Linked DNA regions of Athene noctua: region 1 is linked to region 2. Evidence: chromatin contacts called from public Hi-C data. All regions are on one chromosome and are shown on one strand. The core of a region is the stretch at or near the end of the contact, and the rest is flanking DNA. Distances in the headings are between cores, read along the strand shown. Region 1 holds the start of SKOR1 (SKI family transcriptional corepressor 1). Region 2 holds the start of IQCH (IQ motif containing H).

What was found. Hi-C and Micro-C count contacts between places; a contact is called where the count stands out from the background.
Region 1: a contact with region 2 is called in a Hi-C map of liver, with 4 times the contacts expected there. The contact joins the promoter of SKOR1 here to the promoter of IQCH in region 2. A contact is called at or near these places in 2 of 2 Hi-C or Micro-C datasets (heart and liver).

The regions. Positions count from the first base shown.
Region 1 is chr13:14,589,035-14,593,268 of bAthNoc1.hap1.1, reverse strand. It overlaps SKOR1 (SKI family transcriptional corepressor 1), which reads right to left and starts at 1,543. Exons shown (of 9, transcript XM_074917182.1): 1 at 1,435-1,543; 2 at 1-541. The coding sequence starts at 524.
Region 2 is chr13:14,352,744-14,356,524 of bAthNoc1.hap1.1, reverse strand. It overlaps IQCH (IQ motif containing H), which reads right to left and starts at 2,327. Exons shown (of 20, transcript XM_074916946.1): 1 at 2,256-2,327; 2 at 1,469-1,588; 3 at 1,027-1,124; 4 at 571-685. The coding sequence starts at 2,300. It overlaps AAGAB (alpha and gamma adaptin binding protein), which reads left to right and starts at 2,488. Exons shown (of 11, transcript XM_074917169.1): 1 at 2,488-2,593. The coding sequence starts at 2,521.

The sequences.
Region 1 (4,234 bases), core at 294-2,793, 240 kb before region 2:
CTGCAGTAGCTGCACTTGATGCACTTGGCGCGGGAACTGTTGTACCGGGCCGGGATAAAGCTGCCCCGGGAGCCCCAGGCGCACTCGTGCACCACGTCGAAGGCGAAGTTCTCGGGCAGCTTGGGCGGCTTGTGCTCGCCCAGGAAGGACTTGCAGAGCCGCTCCGCCTCCCGCTTGGTGATCATGCCGCAGCGGCGGGAGGAGATGGGCATGGCCCCGGCCCGCCGCAGGATCTCCAGCTGCACCGGCGTGCACTGCACGCAGGTGATGCCCAGGGCCACCCGCCGGTTGTGGATCTCATTGTAGCTGTAGTTCTTGAGCAGCGTGTTGGAGATCTGCGCCAGGCACAGCCGCTCCTGCCCGTCGATGACCAGGGACACGATGGGCACGCCGTACAGAGAGGTCTCACCCACTTGGTTGGGCTTGAGGGTATTGGAGCCCTGGTACGGCTGCAGCTCTTGCTTTGAATTTGGGGAGGAGCTTGCATCTCTCCCATTTCCCATCTGACTGGCGATCGCCTCCATTCCCCCCCAAAACGCCCCTGCAAAACAAAATCGGGGAAAGACGCGGGTTAGAACCGCTCCCGGGGCCCCGCCGCTCCCGGAGCTCCCGCTGCCCCCCGCTCCCAGCTCCGCGCCCCGGCTTGTCCCCTCTCGGCGGTGGGTGTCCGTGTGTGCCCCCCCCGCTCTCCACACTATCTCCCGCCCGGGGCGCTGCCGCAGGACCCCCCCTCGCCGCGGTCAGGCCGGCCGGAGGGCTCTGGCGGAGCCGTGGCGCATCCTCCGCGCCGCGGCCGCCGGTACCGAGCCCCGCCGCAAACACCCGCGGCTGGGCGGCCCCGGGAGCCCGGCGGCAGCCGTCGCCCGGGGCAAGGGCATCCCCACCCCACCCCACCTCTCCTCTCCCCGGGTCCCCGGGAGGTGCCGCGTCCCTTCCCTTTGTGCCGGCTCGCCGAGCCGTGCCGGGCCGCCGGTTGCACCGAGCCCCGGGCGGGCTCTAACGAAACGCGCCGGAGGATGCGACCGGGCTCGTCCCGCGGCGGCGGGGCCGGGGTTGGGGATGTGGGGGTGTGGGGGGGCGCCGAGCCGTGGGGCCGGGCCGGGCGGGCCGCAACTTGCCCCTCGGTGCCCGTTATCGGGCGGAGTGGGGCGGCGGGCGCGGCTGACCGGGAGCCCCTTTGTCGTGTCTCCGGTCGGCGATTAGGAACGGGCGGATTAGGGGCCGGGGCAGGGGGGTGAGGGGGGGCAGGACCGGCAGCACGTAGCAGCAGAAGGGCAGCGGCGAGCCAGGCAAATTGGCTTAGCGGGGAGGGCTCCGGGCGGTGGTAAGCCGCTTCCGTGGTCATTACACAAAATAACGGGGAGCGCTTTCCGAAAACACCCCCCCCACCCCCCCGACCCCCGTCCCCTCCATCCACCGCCCGGTCCCACTTACCGCGCCGCGGAGCCCGGCTGGACGTGCGGGCTCTCCTCGGGGTTAGGGGCCGCAGCCCGGCGCCGGGGCCGCCATCCGAGGTGTGGGGGGTGTGGGGAGGGCGTGTGTGTGAAAGGGGGGTCCCGTCCCCTCCGAGCCCTGTTCCCGCGGGCAGCCGCCGGGGCGCGGGGCGGGCGGGCAGCGACGCGCCCTTCACCGACGCCTCGGGGCCGCCGCCCGCCCCGCCGCCGCCGTGTCCGCCCGGGCGAGATGCAACAAGAGCGAGTGACCAGCCGCGCCACCGAGGGAGGATCCGGATCCGTACTTGGAGACGCTGCACATTGATCCGGTGACAGCTAAAATAACGGGAAGACACACCCACTTAGCACCAGCATATTTACATTAACTGCCTCCGGGACCCCGCGGCCGTCAATCACCGATGCGCTCCAGTCAATCACGGCGCGGCTTTAAGGCACGGCGGGGAGGGAGGGAGGGAGAGGGGGGGGGCGTGGGGGGCCGCCACCGAGCGGGGACCCGCCCGGGCTGCCCGAGGTAAGAGCGGGGATCAGCCCCAGGCCGCACCTGCGCGGGGCTCCGCGCCTCTCCGCGCCCCCCCCCCCCCCCCCCCCTCCCGGTGTGGGTATCCCCCCGGGGGGGGCGATCGCTCGTTGAAAGTTTGCGTGGGGAGAGGGCGGTAACGAAAAGATTAGCCCGGGGGGGGTGGCGGAGGGGCCCCATCGAAATCGGGGATGCGTGGTCGCCGCGCATCCTCCCCCCCTTACCGGGATGCGCGCTCCGCCGGCGGGGCGCGGGTGCGGAGCGACACCGGGGGTGAAGCGGGGGGGACACCGGGGCGGCAACGAAATCGCCGGGAAGCGAGGGCGGGGGGGGGCGCGCCCGTGTTTTTTCGTTCCCCACGGGGGCCCACTCCACGCCGGCAGCACCGGCGGCCACGGGAGCGGGACACACACACACGGACCCCCCGCTCCGGTGGCCGCCGGTGCTGGCGGCGTGGCGGGGGCCCACAGCCGCGTCCCTGCCCTGGTTGGGTTCCCGCATGCAGCACTCGTCACGGCCACGTTAATTAAACTGTAATTAATCATCGCGTCCGGCCGCGATCGGCGCAATTACACTGATCAAACAGAAGTTAATAACGGCGCGGATCGCCCCCAGCTATCACTTTCGTGCGTGTGTGTGTGTCCCCCTTCCCCGCCATCACCAGCGGCGCCGCGAGGATGCGGCGGAGCCGACGCGGAGCGGAACGCAGGTGCGGAGCCACCCACCTCCTCCGCGCTCCCCGGGCCGCCGCGGCTGAACCGGCCCCGGTCCACGCTCCCACGCGGGAAAGCGCCGGCGGCTCCCCCCGGGACGTCCCGTCGAGGTGCGAGGGGTGGGAATGGACACGGACCGGGTGCTGCCGGGCCGGGCCTTGCGGCGCGGCCTGCCCGCAATGATCGCAACCCGAGCCGGTAATTATTCCTCGCCTTTTAATTATTTATTCCCCCCTCCCGCCCCGCCCCAGTCATCCTCCGGCTAGGCGGGCGCAGGAGCGCGGTGAGACGCGCCCGCGCTGGGGCCGAGCCCCGCTGCCCCGCTCGCCACCGGTTTTCGGGTGATCCCACGGCGTGAAATACCCGCAGCGGCTGCGGAACCGGCTGCCAGGCCACGCCGGGCTGCGAGGCACCGGGAGCAGGCGGCCGCGGGGACCGAGCCGGTGCCCCCTTCCCGGGGCCGCTCCCGCGGTGGCACGTCGGGGCGGGGGGGTGTGTAGGGGGATGTGGGTGGAGGGCCGGGGGTCTCCGGGAGGCCTGGCCCCTCCGCCGGGCCCTTCCCCGGGCCGGGCGGCTACCCCGGTGCCCGCCGGAGCCCGGAGTGGCGGAACAGGCCGGCGGCTTCGCCCCGACGGCGGGACGGCAGCGCGGAGCCCCGAGGCGGGCACCGGCCCCGCCGCTCCGGCCGCTCCCCCCGCCGGCCCCCGGCTCCTCGCAGCCGCCGTATCTTTTAACAGTTGAATTGACTGCAGTTTTTGTCAGTTAATTAGGTTTAATTTACATAATTAGTACAGTATAAAGAGTATTGGGGATAATCAGGAGGTACGTCTCGCTTACTGTGTAAACACGGATTCGGAATTAAAAATCAGATGTAATTAAGGCGTGTGCGCGCGGCTTTTAATTGTAATGAATTTCTAATTAACGCTCAACGATCGCCGCACGCGAGAGCCGGGACGTTTGCGGGCTCCGCCGCCGCCCCGGGCGTCCCCCCGGGGGCCCCCGAGCGAACCGGGGTGCGCGGCCGCGGAAGGGCCGCGGAGGAGCGTGACGGGACCCCCACCCCCCCCATCCCCGGGCCGCCGGTTAGGAGGTGGCGGGCAGGGCGGTGCGCCCCGACGGGACCCCCCCACCTCCCGCCCCCGGGCCGGTACCGCTGGCAGGCGAGGCCGGCGGATAATTTAGGTTAAAACTTAGGGAGCCGTGTCACGGGTGTATAAATAAATAATCACGCGGGGACGGCCGCGAAAGGCCCCTCTCTCCTGGAGGGCTGCGCCGAGATTGCCACATAAATCACGGCGGTCTAATTCAGTGGAAGTTTAATAAACGCCTCCTATTGGAAATGAATGTTCCCCATTTAACAGTTGTATCAGCACCATATAAAACCATGACCCCAATAAATTTAATTTTAGAGGCCGATCAATCCGGGCTTCTCTCTATCGATCCGCCGCGGCTCTGCGCCTTTACAGCCTCTTCCGCGGCCCTTCCCGAGGAGGCGGGGGGGAAGGAGCGTTTCGATTAGACTCTTTATTAGGAAAAGATTGCTCCGAGAG
Region 2 (3,781 bases), core at 1,078-3,577:
TCATTTATGAAAACCAACTAAAAGTCAGATTTCAAGAAGAAAACCTGTATTCATCAGAGGTGACTACCCTATATGTGAACAGAAGTCCTTCCCACATATCTTCTATGTAAAACCAAAAAAGAAAACCACTTCTAGTTTCAAACAACACAAGTATTTGTATCTGTCCTCATGCTATTCAAATATATAGTGCTATTTACTTTAAACACATTACTTGGAAGAATCACACTTAAGCATATGGTATTTTTGCAGGGCTGGGACCTTAAAGCTCAACAAACACCTGGTTTAAGAACTCTTCAACAAAATATACTTGTGGAGGGAAAAAAAATCAAGAATGAAAGACTTGTGGATGAACCCATGATGATACTGAAGTGTCCTAACTTAGATTTTATCTAGACTAGAAGGCTCCTCGGCCTGCTCGTTCTACTGAGAATTTTTTTAATACTTTTTTTTTAGAACTCAATCCATGCGGTGTCAGAACATAACATTACAGTATCAAATGGTAACTTGCAAGACACCAGCCTACCCACTTAACATGGTCTCTGGCAGAATAAGCAATATATTATTTCAGACCTGTGAACCTTGAGAAAGGCGTAGTGCTGATTTGCTGTATGCCTGGACAGTCACGGGCTCAACAGGTACTCGTGGTAAAATAAGCTGTTTCGGAGAAGCACCAAAATGAAGGCCCCTGATTTAGAAAGAAGCAAACAGTGAGGTTTTAAAAAATTACTTTGATTTTACCTATTAAACCTATACTGCTTCCATTTGGTTGAATCTGAAAGACTGTATTTTTATTTAAATTTGCATTTAGCCAAAAAACCCCAGCAGGTTAGCAGGAGGTTGCTGTAGCTACTTAGAACTGCATTTACTTTTGTATTGTTTTTTAACTTAAAGTAAAACCAAAATAGCAAATGACCAAAATAATCTCATCCAGGCCAACACTCCCATTTGCTTTACAAGACTGATACCACAGTTTCCCTGTCTTGCTGCTTTCATTTGTCTCTGCAATGAAACAGCTGTTTCACTTACCATCTAAGGGGCTCTTTTGAATGTACTTCTTTATTATCAGCAGAAGAAATAGTTAACACTTGTCTGTTTATAGCATTTAAATAATTCTCAGCATGTTTCTGTTAGAGGAAAAAATAACATTTAGACTATTAAAAAAGGATATTATATTTATTTAACTTAGTTCATTCAGCAATCCAGATCTTCATCTGACTGAAAAGTTGATATGCTTTGTGTTTCTGTTGGACTACATCTGGTTTTGGCTAATGGGCACAAGATCAGTTAATTCTGGTGACCCAAAAAAGGAAACCATCATTCTGAGCTAACATCTGATGAATCCCATCATTTGCTAAGCCAAATGGGATCTACCAGGACGACAAACACATGGCCCCATGCACTCTAAGTGAATTACTGACAGAGATCTCAAAAACGGAAATGTCCTCTGGATCTACTCTATTTTACTTACTTCCAGTCTAAGTTCAGTTCTTTCAGGTGCTGTTTCAAGGTCAATAATATCCACGGCTTCTACATTTCTTTTCAAGTTGGTATTGACTTTAATGTCAAGCTTCTGAAGGTCTTCTTGAACCTAAAAAGCAAGTTATGACAAAAATCATACCCATAACCAAAACCCATGGGATTAGGTAGCAGGATTTAATCCAAATTAAATGCTTCCTAAACACAGAAAGAAAAAATACATGTGACTTCCCATATTTCTATACTTTTATAAATAAGAGAATACAAAGCCAATGACTTTAAAGTCATTGATCGTAGAAAACCTAAAAAAAATTATAAAAAATTAAAATCAAATCTCACAAAGTAATGGCCATAACTTCAGGACCAAGGCCCTTTGCCAAGGAATGATATTTCCTGACACGTTTCAAACATCTCTCTTGGCACAGATGGCTCAACTCGACAGAAATCTCAAAAGTGGTAACAAGGGACTGAAAGGTAGAGGCAGCCTGTGAGGAGATCGTGTCAGCCTATGTCAAAAACGTGCAATTGCACTGCGTTAACCAAAAAAGTTCCAGGTCTCGTCACGCTAAGAATCGTAACATCCACAGCCCCAGCCCTTCTGCAGAATCCACCGGCGCCTCCGCTCCCTCAGGCGGGGGCTGAGCCCTCCCGTCCCCTCAGGCGCGATCAGCCGAGGTGCCAGGCGGCCTCTCCGCGGGAGGAGGGAGGGCTCCCGCGGGGGCTCGGCGCCACGGCTACCGGGGAAGGACGGGGCCGACTCGGGCGCGGCCCGGACCCACCCGGCCCCGGACGGCTCCCGCCTCCCGCCCCGCGAAGCCGGCCATGGCGGCCGCCGCCCTCGCCCCTGGCAACGGGACGCGCCGGCCGGACCGCACCATCCGCCTCGCCGCGGGGGGGAGGGAAGCAGGGCCCGTCACACGGGGCCGAGCCCGCTCTCCGGCTCCCCCCTCCCTGGGAGGGGTCACCCGCGCTCCGGCTCCCCCCCTCCCCGCGCTGCCGGGTGGTAGCGGCGGGGCCGGAAGGGGCGCGGCGGCGGCGGGCGTCATGGCGGCGGCGGGGCCCTTCGCGCTGGTGACCAGCTGCGCCGCCGGCTTCGCGGCCGAGGAGCTCGTCAAACGTGAGTCGTCGTCGCCGCCGCGACGTGCTGCGGGGCCCGGTCGGGCGCAGCCGCGGGGCCCCGGCCTGCCCGCAACTGCAGGCCTCGGCCTGGCAGCTCCTGACCCCCAGCCCAGGCCCTCGAGGGGGGCTGCTCTCCCCTCACGCAGCGTCCCCAGAGCGGCCAAGCCCTGCCGGGGCGACCCCCCGCCTGCAGCGGTAACCACCTGCCCTTGAGGAGATCGTCAGGGCTGCCCTTATTGCTTTAAGGAAATAAGCTCTTTAAGAGAGACGGTATAGCGCCGCGGATTGTGTGTTTTGTACCCTCTGACACCAAGGAGGAGGCGATGTCACCACTACAATCCCCAGGAAAAAAAAAAAAAAAAAAAGCCCCACATCTCAAAATGCTTTGTTACCCACTGGAAGCTTGCTCTGGTTTAGGTGCAAATAAACTGTCCAGAGTTATACCTGAATTAAGTAATTTGAGAATTGCCTTGAGACTGAATAAAAATAATACTCTGTTCAATAACAAATGAACAGATTCATGAGCCCAGTAGGTTTGCTGCTGCCCACTCTGGTCATTCACTCAGTACAAACATGACCTTGTTTCACTGGGATATGTCAGTGGCTGCTAGAACATGAGGGCAACCTCAGAGCAACCAGAGTGGCTCAGGAATATAGGCAAGGGGAAGACAAAAGCAGAATAAACACTGTCCCTCTGGTTTCAGCTTGCCATTTTTGAAGTGAACAGACTATCTTGGACTTTAAGAATGGTAGCATTTCCGAAATTCCTAGTGGAATTTCAGCGCTTAAGTGCTTTACTTGGGCTTGCTTTCATGTATTAGACCATTTGTTGTCCCAACACAGAAGCACAAAAGAGAAAGCTGAAAACATTTTTCCTTTCTGCAGTTTTCAGATTTGTCAATTACACTTACTCCATATCAAATATGTAGAATTCATTCTGTAGGAAGTGTTTTTCTTTGAACCCAGTTCCCCTTTTTATGGCTTGAAAAAGGGAACATGAGAATAAGACCTGATAGTAGAGAAATCGTTGGTAGAATTTTTAGTAATTCTAAAACCCGGGGGAGTCCAGGAAGAAGCTGTTTATACCTTGGTGGTTTTGCTGTTACAGCTTGTTAGCAGAGCCTTGCTTTTTAGGGAACTGTCATGAACAGATAAGTTATACATCTTAGTATGCCCATCAACAGCC